2 separate regions of the Hordeum vulgare genome follow, and region 1 is linked to region 2. The links are chromatin contacts, called in public Hi-C maps. All regions are on one chromosome and are shown on one strand. The core of a region is the stretch at or near the end of the contact, and the rest is flanking DNA. Distances in the headings are between cores, read along the strand shown.

What was found. Hi-C and Micro-C count contacts between places; a contact is called where the count stands out from the background.
Region 1: a contact with region 2 is called in a Hi-C map of seedling, with 5 times the contacts expected there. The contact joins the promoter of LOC123452178 here to the promoter of LOC123452175 in region 2. A contact is called at or near these places in 2 of 6 Hi-C or Micro-C datasets (leaf and seedling).

Annotation. Positions count from the first base shown.
Region 1 is chr5H:525,048,405-525,051,775 of MorexV3_pseudomolecules_assembly, forward strand. It overlaps LOC123452178 (calmodulin-like protein 4), which reads left to right and starts at 1,942. Exons shown (of 4, transcript XM_045128781.1): 1 at 1,942-2,145. The coding sequence starts at 2,070. LOC123452177 (probable histone H2A variant 3) reads left to right here. Exons shown (of 3, transcript XM_045128780.1): 3 at 292-816. The coding sequence ends at 588.
Region 2 is chr5H:524,798,879-524,802,129 of MorexV3_pseudomolecules_assembly, forward strand. LOC123452175 (protein transport protein sec23-1) reads left to right here and starts at 1,277. Exons shown (of 2, transcript XM_045128778.1): 1 at 1,277-1,940; 2 at 2,944-3,251. The coding sequence starts at 1,353.

The DNA.
Region 1 (3,371 bases), core at 692-3,191, 250 kb after region 2:
GTCCATGCTTTCTGCTTTTACATCTGTTTCACAGCCCACTTCAAGTATGTGATGGTCAATTGGTCCATTGTTTTCAAAATTATGAATATTATTTGTATTGGCCTTGCACTTAGCAGCATGGGTGCTGCCTAGGTTGGTAGGTCCTGTTAGTCAGATGTTTTGACGAAATCCTACCAAGACACTTGATTTGGGGTGTTTGCATCCCTTGATTTAATGTTATTGCTATGCAATTCTTGTCTAAACATTTAGACATGCTCCCGTGTACTAATTTATGGCTGTGCGATATTTCAGTTCCCTGTTGGCCGTATCCATCGTCAGCTGAAGCAAAGGACCCAGGCGAATGGCCGCGTTGGTGCTACTGCGGCGGTCTACTCTGCTGCTATCCTCGAGTACCTGACGGCCGAGGTTCTGGAGCTGGCTGGGAACGCTAGCAAGGATCTGAAGGTGAAGCGTATCACCCCTCGTCACCTGCAGCTGGCCATCCGTGGAGACGAGGAGCTTGACACCCTCATCAAGGGCACCATTGCTGGTGGAGGTGTGATCCCACACATCCACAAGTCCCTGATCAACAAGTCCTCCAAAGAGTGAAAATAAAAAAATAGAAAAGGAGCATCTCTAGCTTAAACTGGACATTTTCTCAGTCGTCTGTGAGATAAGTTTATCGTGTCGTTTAGCGTTTAGCTGTGCTCCTTCCAGATCAAAGTTGTTGTCCGTCTGTGTAATGTTTCCCTGGTACCGATTGAGTCATTTGGACGTGGTGTTTATGTTTGTTCGTTAACTCTGTGATAGACTCTCAATGCAAAAACCTTTTAAACATGTTGTGAGTAATAGTTGGCTCTCATCTATTCCATTTTGGTAGCTGTTTTCGTTCTGTTCTTTTTTTGTAGTTGTTCTCGTTTTTTTTCTTGAGTTGTTTTTCGTGTTTGGTTTTGTCAGTAGAATGGGCTAAGTTCGGAGCAGACGAATTAGGGATGGTCAGTCTATCTGAATTTGAAGTACATTGATTGATTTGGGGCTGCAGGTTCCTGTTTTGTCTGTCTGCCAGCGTTGAACGATTGGTTCTGCTGCTGCGTGTGCAGTATGCTTGCCTGTAACACGCTTTCCTTCTCCCGTTTGTTAAGGCTGGTCACAATGGGGAGGAACTTAGCAGTAACATCACACACTCTAATACAACTTTGCTTATGTGGCACGTATTTAGTGAAGAGAGAGGTGCTTGTGGTAACTAGCTAAGTTACCGGAACATCACACACTCTAAGAAACAATGAGTCTATAGCCTAATAAATGCATTGTTGCATGACACTACATACATGTTACTCCCCATTGTGGAGGTAGGAACATAGTCTAGGAAAGCGTGTATGTTCCTACCTTATGTTACTCTCCATTGTGACCAGCCTAAAATACTTCATTTACTCCTTTTTGTAGATCAATCAGGTTTCGAATGTTTGGCCAACTCCCCTATTTTCCCATTCAAGGACAGGCCCGGTGCATCGACTTGTGCCCAGAGCCAGAGGTCCTGAATTCGACGCGGCCTCTCTGCACTGCGTTGTGCACGGGGTAAGTAAGACCAGAACTGACGTGGAAGGTTCGAGCACAGGGCCTGTCATTTCCAACCGTGAACAATATTGCTGCATCATTCGACGAATGAAATAGCCTATTCCCCAAATGAAATCCACATTCACTTCCTATGCGATCCTTGTGCCCATCGTCTGTCCCTCCCTCAAGGCAACGAGATCGAGATCGGGACTGCTGTTGTGGTCGCTGTCGTGAGCACCGCGAGGGGAGGGGGAAAGCGCAGGAAATGGCCTGGAAAACCACGAGACCCAGCGCCAAGTCTTTCCACAGGCCCGCCCAGTAGGCGAGCGCGTGTGCGTCCCTGTCCGTCTCCGAGCACACCGAGGTCATCTTTATTTATCTACCCGCCCCCGCCCCCGCCCCCCTTCTACCTAGCTTCCCTCCTCTCCTCTCCTCTCTTCTTCTCCATATACCGTGTGCTACCCTACCTCCTGCCTTTCCGCTTCCCCTTCTTGCTCCAGCTCCACTGACGTTAGTCCAGAGGCTGCGGCGCGCTCATGGAAGAAGCGCTGACGGGGGAGCAGATGGCGGCGTTCCAGGAGGCCTTCTCGCTCTTCGACAAGAACGGCGATGGTTCGTCTGCTTCCATCTCTCTCTCCACCCTTCTCCTCCATTTCTTTGTTCCCTCTTCTTGCCTTCTTGGTCATTGCTGGATTTTGTAACCAATGCTAGTTTTCTTCTTCTTTCTGTTTCATCTTTTTATCTGTTGTGGACTACTAGAATTCAAGATGGCTTTCGTAGCCACAGCTCAACTTATTCGTTGCTGAGAGAGAAATCATCATACTCTATCTCCATAGAGACGGAAAAACTCGTCGATACAAAGCACGCAGCCCGAGCCTGGACCATAAGATGGGCTCATGATCTGCATTAGAGCAACCAGATAGATCGATGATCGTCTAGAGCTCACCAGCAGGGTTCGCTTTATGACTAATTTCAGATATTAGAGCCCTGTTTTTTTCTCAGTTTCTAAATATAAGTTTTTTTTTTGCGGAAAGTTTGTAAATATAAGTCTTCTTAGAGATTTCAAATAGAAACTACTCCCTCCGTCCCAAAATAACTGTCTCAAGCTTAGTACAACTTTATACTAGAGCTAGTATAAAGTTGAGACAGTTATTTTGGGACGGAGGGAGTACATATGAAGCAAAATGAGTGAATCTACACTCTAATATATGTCTATATACATCCGTATGTAGTCCGTATTGAAATCTCTAAAAAGACTTATACTTAGGAACGGAGGGAGTAGATTTCTTTCGCTTTTGGGCATGTTTGTGCTACTGTAGCCCCAGCAAAACTCTTATTTACTTTGCTCGCACTTGAATTGCTTGTATGGACTTGGTTGGTGATGTATGTATCTATAAAATGGGGGCCAAAACCAAAAACTATTTCAAGAACAAATGATGGATTTCTGTGGGAAATTTTAAACCCCAGTCCGGCAATTCAAAGACATTGGTCGCAGGAAAAGAAAACCCTACTGGATTTCATCCCAATAGAAAATAAATTACTACCACTATAGCCCTGTTTGAATCCATGGGCTAGAGTTAGTTTGAGCTAGTTTGGGTTCAACTAGCCCTAAAATATCCAAACATAAGGGTTAGATTGGAGCTAGTTGCATCTAACCCACCCAAAAAAACTATCCCATCCAAGAGGTGCTAATTGGAGCTAGTTCTCATGGGGTTCATTAAAAAATATTTTTTTCTCTCTCTCCCACTAGCCAAGAGATGCTAATTGAAGCTAGTTCTCATGGGGCCTATTAAAAAATCACTTTTCTTTTTCCATAAAGTGCATCTATTATCAATCTA
Region 2 (3,251 bases), core at 27-2,526:
TCCCGATGAAAAGAAATGTAAAAGAAGATTATATGTTGGTTACAAAGTATATATTTTCTAACTTTTTTAAACTGATAAAATAGGTACGTGCCCATAATTAATCTATTTTATTAGATTACAAATACCAAATATAATAGATTGACTTTTTGTTTGAACGCAGTTCACACGCAAACACTTATATATACGTGCATACACTTTCTTATATGAACGCACTCGTACATATTGTATATACTTATAAGCACCTTTGAAAGACCGAAGCGACATATCATCTTGAAATTTTACGAAGTCATCACAAGTGCTCCTTCCACTCAACGTGCGTGCCGGAATCCTAAAATAAATTGTGTATAAATGCAAGTATCATGACCTCACCCGGTGGGTTGGGATAACACTAACCATCCAACTATAGATTGATTCACAATATAACAGATTGATCGATACTGTATTTATTTGCTTCTCGGTTGTGAATTTATTGCTATTTATTTGGTTCTCACATATCTATGATCATGAACTTATTCCTATACCATAATAAGGGGATGATAATCCATAAAAAAAATCGGATGAATGGTTGAACAAATGGGTGATGGGAAGAAAAAGTGAGACTGCATGTCTCTTAGGGCCAGTTCTTTTCGTAGCTTCTAGAATAAGCTAGCTTATTCTAGAAGCTCAATGAAATATATATTTTTAGAATCCTACTAATTAAGTCTTGATTGTTAGGTTTCTAGAAAAACATTTTTAGTTGGGCTTCTAGAATAAGCTGGGTAGGGGGCAACTTATTCTAGAAGCCCAAAAAAACTACCAAAAGAACTGGCCCTTATACATTGACACGCTAAAATCTTCAGAGTTTCTGTATGTAATCGTCGTGATTTACATCATCTTTTAATTTATTGTTATTTTGATAAGTCAATAAAACATGAGATGATTGATTTCATTTTGAAGAAAAATGATGAGAGGAAAATCAGAGATTATAGGAGAGAAACGTTCAAAGAGGAGAAAGGAAGAGTGAGGTGTATATAAAGAGGTTGAACAAAGGAAAGTTGTATCGAGAACCTACAATTTTTTTGTAAGCAGTAGACAGAGATAGAGTTAAAATACATATGATTTGCATCAGCCGTGCCTTTCAGAACTCTTAAGAAAGCGGACAGAGAGGGCTGGCCGTCAGATTTCAATCCAACGGTTCCTACGGACCGCAGAGAAAAGAGGCAGGGGGGCGGACGGAACGGAACAGCCAAGCAGCAGGTTGGGGAAAAAGAAAGGAAAGCAGAGCAAACGGCAGAGGGCCGGAGAAGAAGATACCAAAACCCTAGTCGCCACGCCACGCCACCGCCGGCAATCCCGATTCGGCTCCGATTCCGATGGACTTCGCGGAGCTGGAGGCCGTGGAGGGCCTCCGCTGGCCGTGGCACTCGTGGTCGCCGACGCCCTCCGCCGCGGAGGCGCTGGTCGTCCCCACCGCGGTGCTCTGCACGCCGCTCCACCCGACGGCGCCCGACCTGCTCCCGATCCTCCCCTACCCGCCCCTCCGCTGCGCCTCCCCGTCCTGCGCCGCTGCCCTCAACCCCTTCTCCCGCGTCCACCACGCCTCCGCCCGCTGGTCCTGCTCCTTCTGCGGCTCCATGGCCAACCCCTACCCGCGCCACATCTCCCCCGACTCCATCCCCGCCGAGCTCTTCCCCACCCACTCCAGCGTCGAGTACACGCTCCCCCCGGACCCCGCCGAGGTGGACCCGCCCGCAATCGTCTTCGTCGTCGACGCGGCCACCGCGGGGGACGAGCTCGCCGCGCTTAAGGCCGAGCTGCTCAGGGTCGTGCAGGGGCTGCCCGAGAGGGTCAGGGTGGCGCTCGTCACCTTCTCGGCGTCGGTGTGGGTGCACGATCTCGGCTTCGAAGGCTGCGCCAGGGTGGTCGTGTTCAACGGGGAGCGGGAGCTCGAGTCGGATAAGGTCGGTGAATTCTGAATTTCTGATGTGATCCTACTATCCTGGGGTGTTGCGTAGTTAGATTATATATATATATATATATGCTTATTGGCGAAACGGATCAGTGCACTGTGCAAGCTGTATAGTCAGAATCACATTTAGTCCCACTGTTTTTGCCTGAAAAAGTAATATAAACATGTTATATGGGGTAAAAAAAGAACAGTTTCTGATTCTAAGCATTGCATATATTGAATTAAACCTCCCACATCAATGGGGATCTTACCTTGCCTAAAAGACCTAAGCTTCCCCGAATGTCCTGTTTAGTAAACTGCTTATAAACAAGCTCAAGTGAACCTACTGAACAAAATCACAAGACAGAGAACAGTTCCTAGAGGGAAGCCAGGCTTATATGGGTGGGGGGGGGGGTTTAGATATCTTGTTTTCTGAATTCCAGGTTGAATGAACATCGTAAATTAAGGCCCCCCAGTTTGCGGTTGCTGAACTTACTTATATATATAATCTGCTGTGAGTAATACCCATGAAATCACATTTTTTTTGTTAAACATAGGGTAATTGACAAAAGTGGGATCATCATAATCCACTACATTCTGAGTGGTCTTAAAGTTTTGCTCTGCAGCCTTGTTATATACGAATGCAGGTTTTTTTTTCGTCTTCCAAGATTATTCTTGTCGGATGTTTGACTCAAGAGTTTCAGCATTTGGGCCTCTAGGATAGTAACATGATGCTCATATCCATTAAACTAGAGTTAGCCTGGCCCCTTTTTGTACACGAGAATCGGAAATTTTAAAATTGAACAGCAAGATGGGATTTTCAGTATCTAATCAGTGACTCATGCAAATTGTTTTCTGGATGGCGAATGATATGTTTGTTTCACATCTGTATATTCAATTGGGTCAGTCACAGACTCACCACTGTCGTCATCAACTGATCACTTCTGGTAACTGATATTCTTTGTATAATTTGTTGTCATTTCTGTGTATCTAAGAGGCTTTCTCTTATGTTTCAGATACAACAACTTCTAGGTGTTCGACATTCACGATACAACAAGTTGGCTACACTGAAGCCTATTGAAGTGCAGAGATTTTTGTTGCCTGTTTCTGAATGTGAATTCAGCATCACATCTGCAATAGAGGACCTGAGTTCTCTGTCTGCTTGCCCACGTGGGCACCGCCCATTAAGGGCCACTGGCGCTGCTATTTCCACAGCTATTGCTCTTCTGGAAGGTTGCTGCTCACCTAACAGTGGTGGCCGAATCATAGTTTTTACATCTGGTCCAACGACAGTGGGTCCAGGTCTTGTGGTTGAAACCGATCT